Linked DNA regions of Mus musculus: region 1 is linked to region 2. Evidence: chromatin contacts called from public Hi-C data. All regions are on one chromosome and are shown on one strand. Each heading gives the region's core, a stretch centred on a gene start, on an enhancer-like site or on the middle of the called end of the contact. The rest is flanking DNA. Distances are from core to core; before and after follow the strand shown.

Region 1 (5,642 bases), core at 829-3,328, 38 kb after region 2:
CCTGTTGTTATCTTGGTAATATCTCAGTAGTGTAGCAGTGTTAGCTATAAGATAAAATTTTCAGTTAGTAAGCCTCAACCTAGAAGGTGAAGCAGAGGCTAGAGATATCTCTCAATGGCTAGGAGTGCTTGCTAAGAAACCAATGAGGCCCACAGGTCAAATCCCCTAAAGAGCCAGGTGTGGTCCTGCACACTGGTGACTCTATCTGCTGTGGCAGGACGGAGGGAAGGTAAGGTGTTAAAGGTGTGTGGAGACAGGAGGATCTCTGGGGCTTGACTGGCTGCCACAATAGTTCCTTGTTCAGTGAGAGACCCTTTGCAGGGGAACAGGGCAGAGATTAATAGCAGGACTCCAGAACTTCTACTACAGCAACACCCCACTGTGCTCCACACACAAAGAAACACACACAACACACACAAATGCCACACTTTCAAAGTAAGAATGCTGGAAGAAGACAACACAAAATTCTCTTACTGGGTACTTGGCCCGGTGCAACAATAAAGGACTTGCGTTTCCCAATCCCCGCCAAATTTTTATTCCTTTTTTCTTTCATTCGATTCTTAATGTCTTCAAGGGTATCTTGAAAGGACCTTTTCTGACACCTTTCCTTAGCCATCTTTGTCTTTGAATTAAAAACAAAACAAAAAAAAAAAAAACCAATGAACACTTCTCAGATATTTTTTAAACATAAAATTTAAGAAACATAGGCTGTTCATCAAGAAGGGATTACAAAAGACTAAATTGTAAACTTACTTCAAAAAAAGCAATATTTTGATTTTCTGCTTAGAAATATTAAGTCAGGTGTTGTAGAATAATCCAAGCTACTAAAAAGGCTAAGGCAGGTGGGTCATAGATTTATGCTTGGGCTACATAGTGAAATTCATCTAAAACAAAACAAGAAGAAAAAAGATGTTAGAATCAAGCCATCATAAGAAAAAAAATCCCATAAAATGTCATTCATGCTTTTGCTATAACCTTATCTTCTACTATTTCATAGGAAAGTATTAAATAACTCCAGAAAGTATCAATTATTCATCTTATAGTAAATATTCATTGGAGGCGTACAACATTCTAGGCTCTATGGGAACTTATTATTTTGGGACAGGATATTGCTGTTACCCAGTCTGGTTTTGAACTTAAGAGCTCTCATGTCCTTCCTACCTCAGCCTCCTGAGTAGCTGGGACCACAAATGTATGAGCCATAAGCAGACTTACTTTTCTTACAATGTTTATAGCCAACCTTTAGTGTTTAGGATTACAGTATTAGTTCAGAAGCAATTTATATGTATATCTGGGTTTCTGTTTGGCAGCTTTTCTCTAGTAATTTTGGGGCTGAGAAAACATGTATTCATGTTAATAACAGTAGCGTGCTTCAAGCAAAATAAACTTCCTGGTCTCAAAATTGTAAACTGTTGCCAACCACAATGTGTGCATATAATTGTCACCACAAGAACTATCTTGATTCATCTCCTTTTAGTTAAGTGTTTTCTTGAATCTCTTCTTGAGTATTCTCACCAGGACGTATTTTCCTCCACGCATAATGAAGCCTTAAATTGGTACTGTATATCTTATCTAACCCTTTATTTTTACCAATGTGTATATACGATAGATTGGAGAGGGGAGTTCAACAGAATAAATGCAACGACTTCTTATAAGAATGGGTGGGTCACCATCAAGTTTTAAAAGTTTGCACCGGAGACATCTGAGTGACACACAGAATGAATAACTGATAGAGTTAAAGTTAATTACAGTTTGTTCGCGTGCGCGAGCACAGTGGGATGGAAATCGGGCCTTGTGCGTGCTAGACAGTGCAAGTCGGCGAGAACACCCCTTCCTCCGGCCCCTATCTAAAAAGTTTTTGCTACTTTGATTGAGCAAAAGCCCTGTCGATTTCGGGGTGCTCGCTTTCGCGAGCGGAACGCGTCGTCCGGTCGGAGAGATACCTCCAGTCCCGCCGCCCGTACCGCTCCGTACCTCGGCCACTCAGGTCCGGACGAGCAGATGCAACCTCCCGCTCCGCCGCGCTCCGCAGCTACCGCCGCCACATTCGAAATTCTGCGTTACGCGTATCCATTGGCTGGCCGGACACCATCACGTGACACTCCGGCCCGCCCTTCTCCGTAGACGCAGCGCCCGGCCCCGGGGAATGGCATCACGTGGCGCGCCTGCGCACGCGCAGCTGTGGCTGGGGTGGGGTAGAGGGGGTGGAGTCAGGCTGGAATTGAGGCCTTGGCTCGGCGTCCGCCTTCCCACAGCCTAGAGATCTAGCGACTTTGAGACTGGGTCTTGTCTGGGTGCGTCCCTGACTTCCGGTTAGACCTGGGGTGTTGACGCAGGCCTGAGAGCCCAGCTCTCAGAAGGCTGAGGCAGGAGAATGACGAGTTCGAGTTGAAGCCTGAGTTGGAGCACGAAAGATCCAAACAGATCCTGGCGTGGCTTGTCAGGGCGCCCAAGGCCGCGCAGCTCTTGTGCTCCGGGGCGCGCCCGTGTGGCAAACGTCCATCCAGCACGTTTAGCGCAGGCTCAGCGAAAGGACTGATGTGAGAGACTGGGCTCTCCAGGTTCAGCCCGCTGGCGAGATCTGCGGGTGGGCCTGGCTGATTCAAGAAGAAACGCCAAGTGACAGCCCGATCCTGTCCTGTGCATTTACGGAAGAGATTTACAACCGGCTGCGCTCACCTCAGAAGTCATTGTAGTGCAGCAGCCGTGACTGAATTAGAAGGTCATCTTGTGGGATCCGTTTTTTAAAGTGCTTTCCCGGGAACAATCTAAACTTCTTTATCAGTTCCTGATAATAGTCAAGGAATTGGGTTTAGTCATGCTGAGAAAAGTTCGGCACGCTTACACATCAGGCAGCGTTACTGGGTAGTTCTGAAGGCACACAAAGAAAATGGGAAGGGGAAGGTGGCAGCAGGGAGCCCTACCACAAGACATTTGGAGCCTCCACAGTTGAGTGATTGCTTCATAAGTCATATCCTTGGCAGATGTCTTGTGCCATAAGGTAGATAGATATACGTAGCCAATATAACAAGTTATATTTTACTATGCTGGTCATCACACAAGGTTCACACTCTTAATTTCTTACCTAGGGTCCTAAGATTATCGTTCCACGGCTGCTCATTTATGGCTCTCTTCTTTGTTTTCTGTTTGTTTTTGTTTTTGAGACAGGGTCTTCTTGTAGCCCAGGATGACCTCTAACTCCTTACGCTGTAGAGAAGTCTCTCTGTGTACCTTTGACTGTCTTGGAACTCACTATATATTTGAGGTTGGCCTCAAATGCAAACAGATCCACCTGCTTCTGTCTCTTGAATGCTAGATTAAATGTGTGTACCACCATGTCCATCTCCTAAAAAAGTTTGGTTTTGGTCTGTTTATTTGGCATTCAAAAAACAAAACAAAGCAAAACAAAACAACGGGTTAAGGCAGGTTTTTTACACAGCCTAAGCAGACTTCAAATTCGTGATATTTCTGCGATGACCAGGAACACACAGAGATATGCTAGTCTTGGCCTCCCAAGTGCTGACATTAAAAAAAATTTTTTAAAAAAGATTCCTTTGGAAATGTGGATATGATCCAGATATCAAAAGCTTTTGCTGCTCTTGCAGAGGACCTGAGTTCAGTTCTGAGCACCCATGTCAGGCAGCTCACAACCACCTCTGACTTCAGCTCCAGATTTGATGCCCTCTTCATGGGCACCTGTGTACAGCATGTGGCATACGTGATCAAAGAGAACACATACATATATACAAAAATAAGAATTAAAAAACCCTTTGAAAGATTCTTTAATACTTACCATGTCATGTGCTGTGTATTAATTTGAATAGCATACAAATGTTAGAAACTTGGTGACCAAAAGTTTTAAGGAATTTGTCAGAACCAAAATGCAGCAAACTATCACATCATTTTGGTACCCACTTATATTGGCTTAGTCTTTTCCTTTGTTGAGCAGTCCCAAGCTGTGGAGAACCTATATAAGTGTACAGTAGACAGACAGGCTGGGGAAAGTCCTACTTTTTAGATTGCTTGTAGCTTTCATCTGCATGTTTTAGAAATGTATCTTAACCACTTGAAATAACTTATTAAACCTCAGAATCCTTGCTGTATACTTCTATTTTAGAGGGTTGAATTTCTCAGCCTAGTGCCAAGAATGTAAGTATTTAATTGAATTTACTGCCTGTGGCAGTTTGGATATGCTTGGGCTATGGGAAATGGCACTATGAGGAGGCCTTGTTGGAGGGAGTGTGTCACTCTTTAGGCAGGCTTTGAGGGCTCCCAGGCTTAATTGAATGCTGCTGAAACAGTCTCTTTCTTTCTGTCTTCAGATCAAAATGTAGACCTCTCATCTCCTCCTAAACCATGTCTATCTGCAGGCTGCCATGCTTCCTGCCATGATGATAATGAACTGAACCCCTGAAACTGTAAGCCAGCTCCAATTAAATGCTGTCCTTTATAAGAGTTGCCTTGGTCATGGTGTCTCTTCACCATAGAAACCCTAACTAAGATGCTGGCCGTGCTGGCGTTTTGTTTGTTTGTTTTTGAGACAGCGTCTCATTATGTAGCTTTGGCTGGCTTGGACATAGGTATGTGGATCAGACTGACCTAGAACTCATACAACCTACTGTCTTTGCCTCCTAAGTGTGTGTTTAAGGTATGAGCCACTACACTGCATTCCTATTTTGGCATATTAAATCTCCCCTGTAGGCTCATGGGTTTGAACACTTTATCTCTACATGGTAACGCTGTTTCGGGTGGTTGTAAAACCTTAGGCTATGAGACACAGCTGGAGGAGGTGGGAGGGTTGGGGATGACTGCTTTGGGCCTAGGCTCTCTCTGCTCTGCTCAGTGGCATGTACAAGCATTTACTGCACACTCCCACTGCCACACATCTAGTCTGTCATCCTGCCTTTCCTGCCATGATGGACTTACAACTCCTGAACCATCTCTCCTCCCTTAAGTTGCTTCTGTCATGTATTTCATCACAGCAACATAAACACATGTAACGTAAGCGCATGCTCTGCTCTGTGCCAGGGCGTTCTATGTATTGCTTTATTTATTTTTTATCTTTTTTTTTTTTCCAGAGCTGAGGACCGAACCCAGGGCCTTGCGCTTGCTAGGCAAGTGCTCTACCTCTGAGCTAAATCCCCAACCCCTTATTTATTTTTTTAAATCATAATAAGTCTATGGTGTTTATTGTTAAAAACTGTGTACTTACTCAACATGATATAGAGATATTCATACACAAATAGGTGTATTTGTGTGTTTCTTTAACTTGGATGAGTGTTTGCTTGCATGTGTGCATGCACATTATGTCTACTACCTGTGGAGTCAGGAGAAAACAGCAACCTCTGGGAACTGGACTTACAGATGTGGGTGCTAGAAAACTGAACTGAAGTTCTTTGCAAGACAACAAGTGCTCTTTACTGCTGATCCTTCACTCTAGACTCAGTAGATTTTTTTAAAATTTGGTATATATATATTTTTTTTTTTCCCGGAGAGATAGGGACAGATATACAGATAGACAGAGACAGAGATAGGAGTTGGGAGGATGAAGATGTAGGGAGGGTCTGGGAGGACTTGGGGGAGAGGAAACCATGATTAGATTATGTTGGATGAAAAAATTGTTTTAATGAAAAGAAAAAGAA
Region 2 (5,102 bases), core at 2,304-4,803:
ATCCCAGCACTTGGGAGGCAGAAGCAGGCGGATTTCTGAGTTCGAGGTCAGCCTGGTCTACAGAGTGAGTTCCAGGACAGCCAGGGCTACACAGAGAAACCCTGTCTCGAAAAACCAAAAAAAAAAAAAAAAAAAAAAAAGGAAAAAGAAAAACAAACCTTCTTAATTTATATATCAAGCAGACAAAATGTCCTCCAGGCCTGGGTTGCTGGATGCTCAGGGATTATTCTACCCCCAGCATTGGGAAACACAGATTCTTGCTAGGAAGAAATTAGAGATTTAATAACAACAACCAACACATTCTATTTGAGGCGATTAAAACAGTCTTTGACATCTATGATCATAGAAATGTATTACAGTTTTGAATTCACTGTGTAGTCAAGGAAGACCTTGAGCTCCCAATCCTCCAATAAATAACAGAAACCAAGCTCTATGTCAAAAAACAAACAACAAACAACAAACGAACAAACAAATAAACAAACATAAAAACCAAACCCATATGTTTAGGCTTGGAAAGATGGCCCAGTGTTTCAAAGCCCTGGCTGTTCTTGCAGAGGACCCGTGCTTGGTTCCTAGTACCCATGTCAGACAGCTCCCAGTTACCTGGAACTCCAGTTCCAGACAGGATCTGACATCCTCATACAGACATGCATGCAGGCAAAATAGCAATGTATACAACATAAAAGTAAATAAAAAATTAAGACAAAGAAACATGCTTTAATAACTCATATGTCAGGTTGAAAGTCATCTTAGAAAATAAGCAATCTTTAAGATGGATCTGGAATTGGCAGTGGTGGTGATCTCCCTTCTCTTCCACCACCACTTTTTTCCCTCCTGAGACAGCCATTAGTGCTATTAGAAAATTAGTAGGGAGACCAGTGTGAAAATGTACATCTATTATCCCAGCTTTCGGAAGATAGAAGCAGGAGTATTACCACCAGTTTGAAGCTAACCCGAGCCATACACATACACATACACATACACATACACATACACATACACATACACATACACATACACATACACATACACACACACACACACACACACACACATATACACATACATATACACATACACATACACACACACACACATACACATACACACACACACACACATATATATGTGTGTGTGTGTGTCTAATACTAATAGTCTAATACTATATATATATGTATATGTGTATATATGTATATTATATATGTGTGTGTCTGTGTAATATTGATGGTCTAATACTATATATATGTATACACACACACACACCCACACACACCCATATATATAGTATTAGACCATCCAGGGATACATGGCAAGACATTTTCTCACTCCACATCTCCTCCCCAAGTACATTAGATCCATCAGTATGTATTTCCATTTCAAACCATCCATTTTTTTTCTTTTGCCTTTTATTTTGAACATCACAGGAGAAAAGAGGAAAATGAACAACTCTCATGCTCCCGAGGAGGCCAAGAGATCTCGAGTGATGGGGGATATTCCCGTGGAATTGATCAATGAGGTCATGTCTACCATCACAGACCCTGCAGGGATGCTTGGACCAGAGGTCAGCAGGGTGAACAAGGCACCTTCTGGTCTCCCTGCCACACTAGCTGTCACAGATGAGGGTGGGGTGCTGAGAACACACTGCTGGTCACCTGTAACCTAGAGGCCACTATAGGGAGGTCAGGAGTGGCTAACCAAGATGTGGTTCCCTTTGATAAATATCAATTACAGGGGCACAAACTACAGTTTCAAGTAGTTGGGAACGTTTCCATAGTGAAGAATTTCAAGCTTCCACCAGCAATGCAAAAGACAAAACAAAAGAAAACAAAAGAAAACGAAACACCCATGGACTGTGTTGTGCTGAGAAGCGTCAGTGATTACCTCCTTTTTTCCTTTCTTGACCTCCTTTTCCTCTCCTGTGAACCTTTTAGAATCATTGCAGAGTCCGAAACAGATATAATAATACATCACACCTAGTGCATCTGCCTGTGTCTCATAGGAAAGCAATTCTCTTATATAATCACGTGAGTTAGCACTCAGGAAATTTAACTTCATTATAAGGTTCTCTGGTTTAGGGTTGGCAGACTGTAGCCTACCAGTCATGTCTGCTGCTCAGCTTGTGGGCTAAGGAATTGGGTGTCAGCTTCTTACTCGCTAGGAGTGAAGGTGTCCAGCGTCGTAGGCTGGAAATCGCTTTTCTGGGCTGTGTTAATTGCTAACCATTGCGCATAGCAGGAAAATGGAATCACTGAGGCTTGGAATGTGTGTCTTGCAAAAAAAAAAAAAAAAGTTCATCTCTTGACTTTTCAGTGGAAAGTTTGCTGACTTATGGCCTAATTTTCAACCTCTAGGTCCAGTGACCATCTGACCAATTTATGCTATTCATAATATGCGTTATTGTTGGAGGCTCAGTTAAGAACCAAGCATAGAATTCAGTATTCATTTCTTCATCTTTTTATCTTCCTTCTCTCTGTCTCTGTCTCTCTCCTTCCTCCCTCCCTGCCTGCCTCCCTGCCTCCTTCCTTCCTTCCTTCCTTCCTTCCTTCCTTCCTTCCTTCCTTCCTTTCCTTCTCTCTCTCTCTCTCTCTCTCTTTCTTTCTTTCTTTTTTTTTTCCTGGACTGGTCTCATGTAGTCTAGGCTGATCTTGGACTATCTATATAGCCAGGATTAATGACCTTGAACCACCTTGCTAGGTTCATGTGGTGGTGGGGATCAAGTCAAGGGCTTGTTATATGCCATATTCCATACCTCCGAGCCATATCCCCGGCTCCTTAGTCTCCTTTAAAGCCATTCTCCAGGCCTTTTCTCTTCTCTTACAATGCTGTCTTTGTTGAGGAACTTTGTTAGCAAATTATGCATAATATCTCAGTGTGGATCTGTGTAATAGTTTAGGTCAATGCAGGTAAAACATTTTGGTTGAAAGTCTGCTCTCATCTTATTGTAAGACATCCAGGAACAGGGAGGCTCAAGACGTTTCCAGGAAATGAACACATGACTTGGGTAGTAGTGTATAAACAACTTCTATCTTTTTGGTGTGGCTTTGCTAGATTAAATCAGTAAGTTTCATACTGCTCTGTTTTTGTGACTCTTTTATTAATGTCAAAGATCATTTGGAGGATTGAGTGTTGCAACAGAACCATCTCATAAAATTCATTCCTTCTGGACTGACTATCCAGTCTGTGGGGACCTAAAGCTGACCTTCTGTGTATTGGCTTTAGGGGTTTCGTAACTTCATACATGAGCCAGAGCTTGGCCTGCTCAGATGAAAAGTGGGGAGGCAGTCTCCCATTTCACAATCTGTTGCTGTAGTTAATAGTGTATCAGCATGCCCAAGAAAGCTGCTACAGTTTTAGACATTTTTGTAAGCTAGTTTTTAAATATCTTGGTCACTTGAAATATCTACCACAGTGATACCCAGTCACCTAGACAACTAGCCAGAGACCTCAAAGCTAGTGCTATAGTTAGGATTTTTCTTCCCAGCAGAGCTGTTTGTCAAAGATTTCCTTGCCCAGCATGAGGTGGATTAAAGCATGGGGTGCTGGCTCTAGGCCATGTAGCCTGCTGTGAGTTTTAAGTCTGGATCAATAGATACTTCTAGAAAGAAAAGTGTCTTCCCAAAAGAGGCACTAAGAATATAAATATGACTGCTGCTCTATTTCAAGAATTTGGAACCTGTTATCTTAATGGTCTTTAATTTATTATTATTATTATTATTATTTTCATTGCTTCTATGTTATTAATATGTTGTGTGAGTGACTCACTCATGCATCGAGGCTAGGGGACAACTTTCACAAGTCAGTTCTCTCCTTTAGTTGTGGATTCTGGGCCTCAAACCGAAGTCATCAGTTTTGTGCAGTGAACACTCTTACCTGATAATGCATCTTATTGGTTCTCTCTTAAAAATGAACACTGATTTATTTAATGTGCTTGTGTGTGTATGTGTTCATGCACCAGTGGAGACACCCAGGCCATGGTGTAAATATGGAGGTTAGAGGCCAGTGTGAGGGGATTCATTTTCACCTTCCGTCAGATGGGTCTTTGTCCAGGTATTGAACTTAGGTTCTCGGGTTTTGTATCAAGCACCCTACCTGCTGTGCCACCTGACTGCTCCCCCAATTCAAAAATTTTTATATTTATTTTTATTTATTTATGGCATATATCTGAGTACATGCCATGTATGTGTGGCTGCCCATAGAAGCCAGAAAGGGGCACTGGGTCCCCTGGAGCTGGAGTTGCAGGCGGTTGTGAGCCTCCCAATATGGGGGCTTGAAACCAAGCCTGCGTTCCCTGTAGACCAGCAGGCACTGTGAACTGCTGATCTTTTCCTCAAGCTCCGCTACCCTCCTTAGAGTTGGAAGATCATGCTCCGTATTCTATACTAGTGTGTCTGTGTCTGCTTATAGGCTACAGTAGCAACTGAATAGGAGAGAGGGGGTACACATGATTAAAAATATCTTATTTTATTGTTTAAATTACCTGTACATGTATATCTGTGTGGAATTATGTACATGTGCCCAAGGAGGCCAGAGGAGGGTGTCAGACTCTCAGGACTGGAGTTACAGGCAGTTGTGAGCCACCAAGTGTGTGTATTTTGTAGGACCCACACTTGGGTCCTCTCAAAGAGCAGTGCATGCTCTTAACCAAGGAGCCAGCTTTCTAACACCGCCCTAAAATATTGTCTTAAAGATAACTTTTGCGTTGATACATATGTTCACATGAGCATGGCAGGACATCGGTGCCCATGCATGGCAGATTCTCTCTCAAAACAAAAACAAACAAACAAACAAACCAAAACCCCACATAACTTGTTTGTTGATTAGTCTCAGTAGTCAGCTTGCACTACTGCTGGCCACCAGATCCACTTGAAATCCTAGGCTCTGGGGATCTGCACTCTGGTCCTCAAGTTATGCAGCAAGTGCTTTAGTTGGTGTGCTATCTCCTCAGCTCTTCTAAAATATTTTCTACAGGTTCTCTTACAAAACGATTTTCCTAATCAGAAGTGATATATATATTTCCTGTCCCTGGGCAAGCTGAGGTAGGAAGATTTTAGTTCAAGGCCAGCTTATACTACAGAGCAAGACCCTGTCTCAGAACAACAACC

Evidence for each region. A called contact is a pair of places that touch in the nucleus more often than the background predicts.
Region 1: a contact with region 2 is called in a Hi-C map of Th1 cells, with 1.8 times the contacts expected there. The contact joins the promoter of Sgo1 here to the enhancer-like site in region 2. A contact is called at or near these places in 1 of 39 promoter capture datasets (macrophages), 2 of 15 datasets of contacts at CTCF or cohesin (CD8 T cells and the NIH/3T3 cell line), 16 of 484 Hi-C or Micro-C datasets (the Ba/F3 cell line, Th1 cells, Th17 cells and 9 more), 8 of 115 datasets of contacts at active chromatin or transcription factors (the HPC-7 cell line, embryonic fibroblasts, embryonic stem cells and 1 more) and 3 of 9 other capture datasets (adipose tissue, liver and pancreatic islet).

What each region holds. Positions count from the first base shown.
Region 1 is chr17:53,687,237-53,692,878 of GRCm38.p6, forward strand. It overlaps Sgo1 (shugoshin 1), which reads right to left and starts at 2,079. Exons shown (of 9, transcript NM_028232.2): 1 at 1,975-2,079; 2 at 754-884; 3 at 475-622; 4 at 1-44. The coding sequence starts at 616. It also overlaps the pseudogene Gm31532.
Region 2 is chr17:53,647,323-53,652,424 of GRCm38.p6, forward strand. Kat2b (K(lysine) acetyltransferase 2B) reads left to right here. Exons shown (of 18, transcript NM_020005.4): 9 at 1,425-1,561. Among named protein-coding and RNA genes, the nearest start is that of Sgo1, 39 kb to the right of the region's middle. Within about 2 kb of position 3,554, at least 46 of the 459 cell types and tissues checked have an H3K27ac peak or open chromatin away from gene starts, as enhancers often do. A contact at or near this core is called in the NIH/3T3 cell line, Th1 cells, Th2 cells and 6 more, where this site is marked.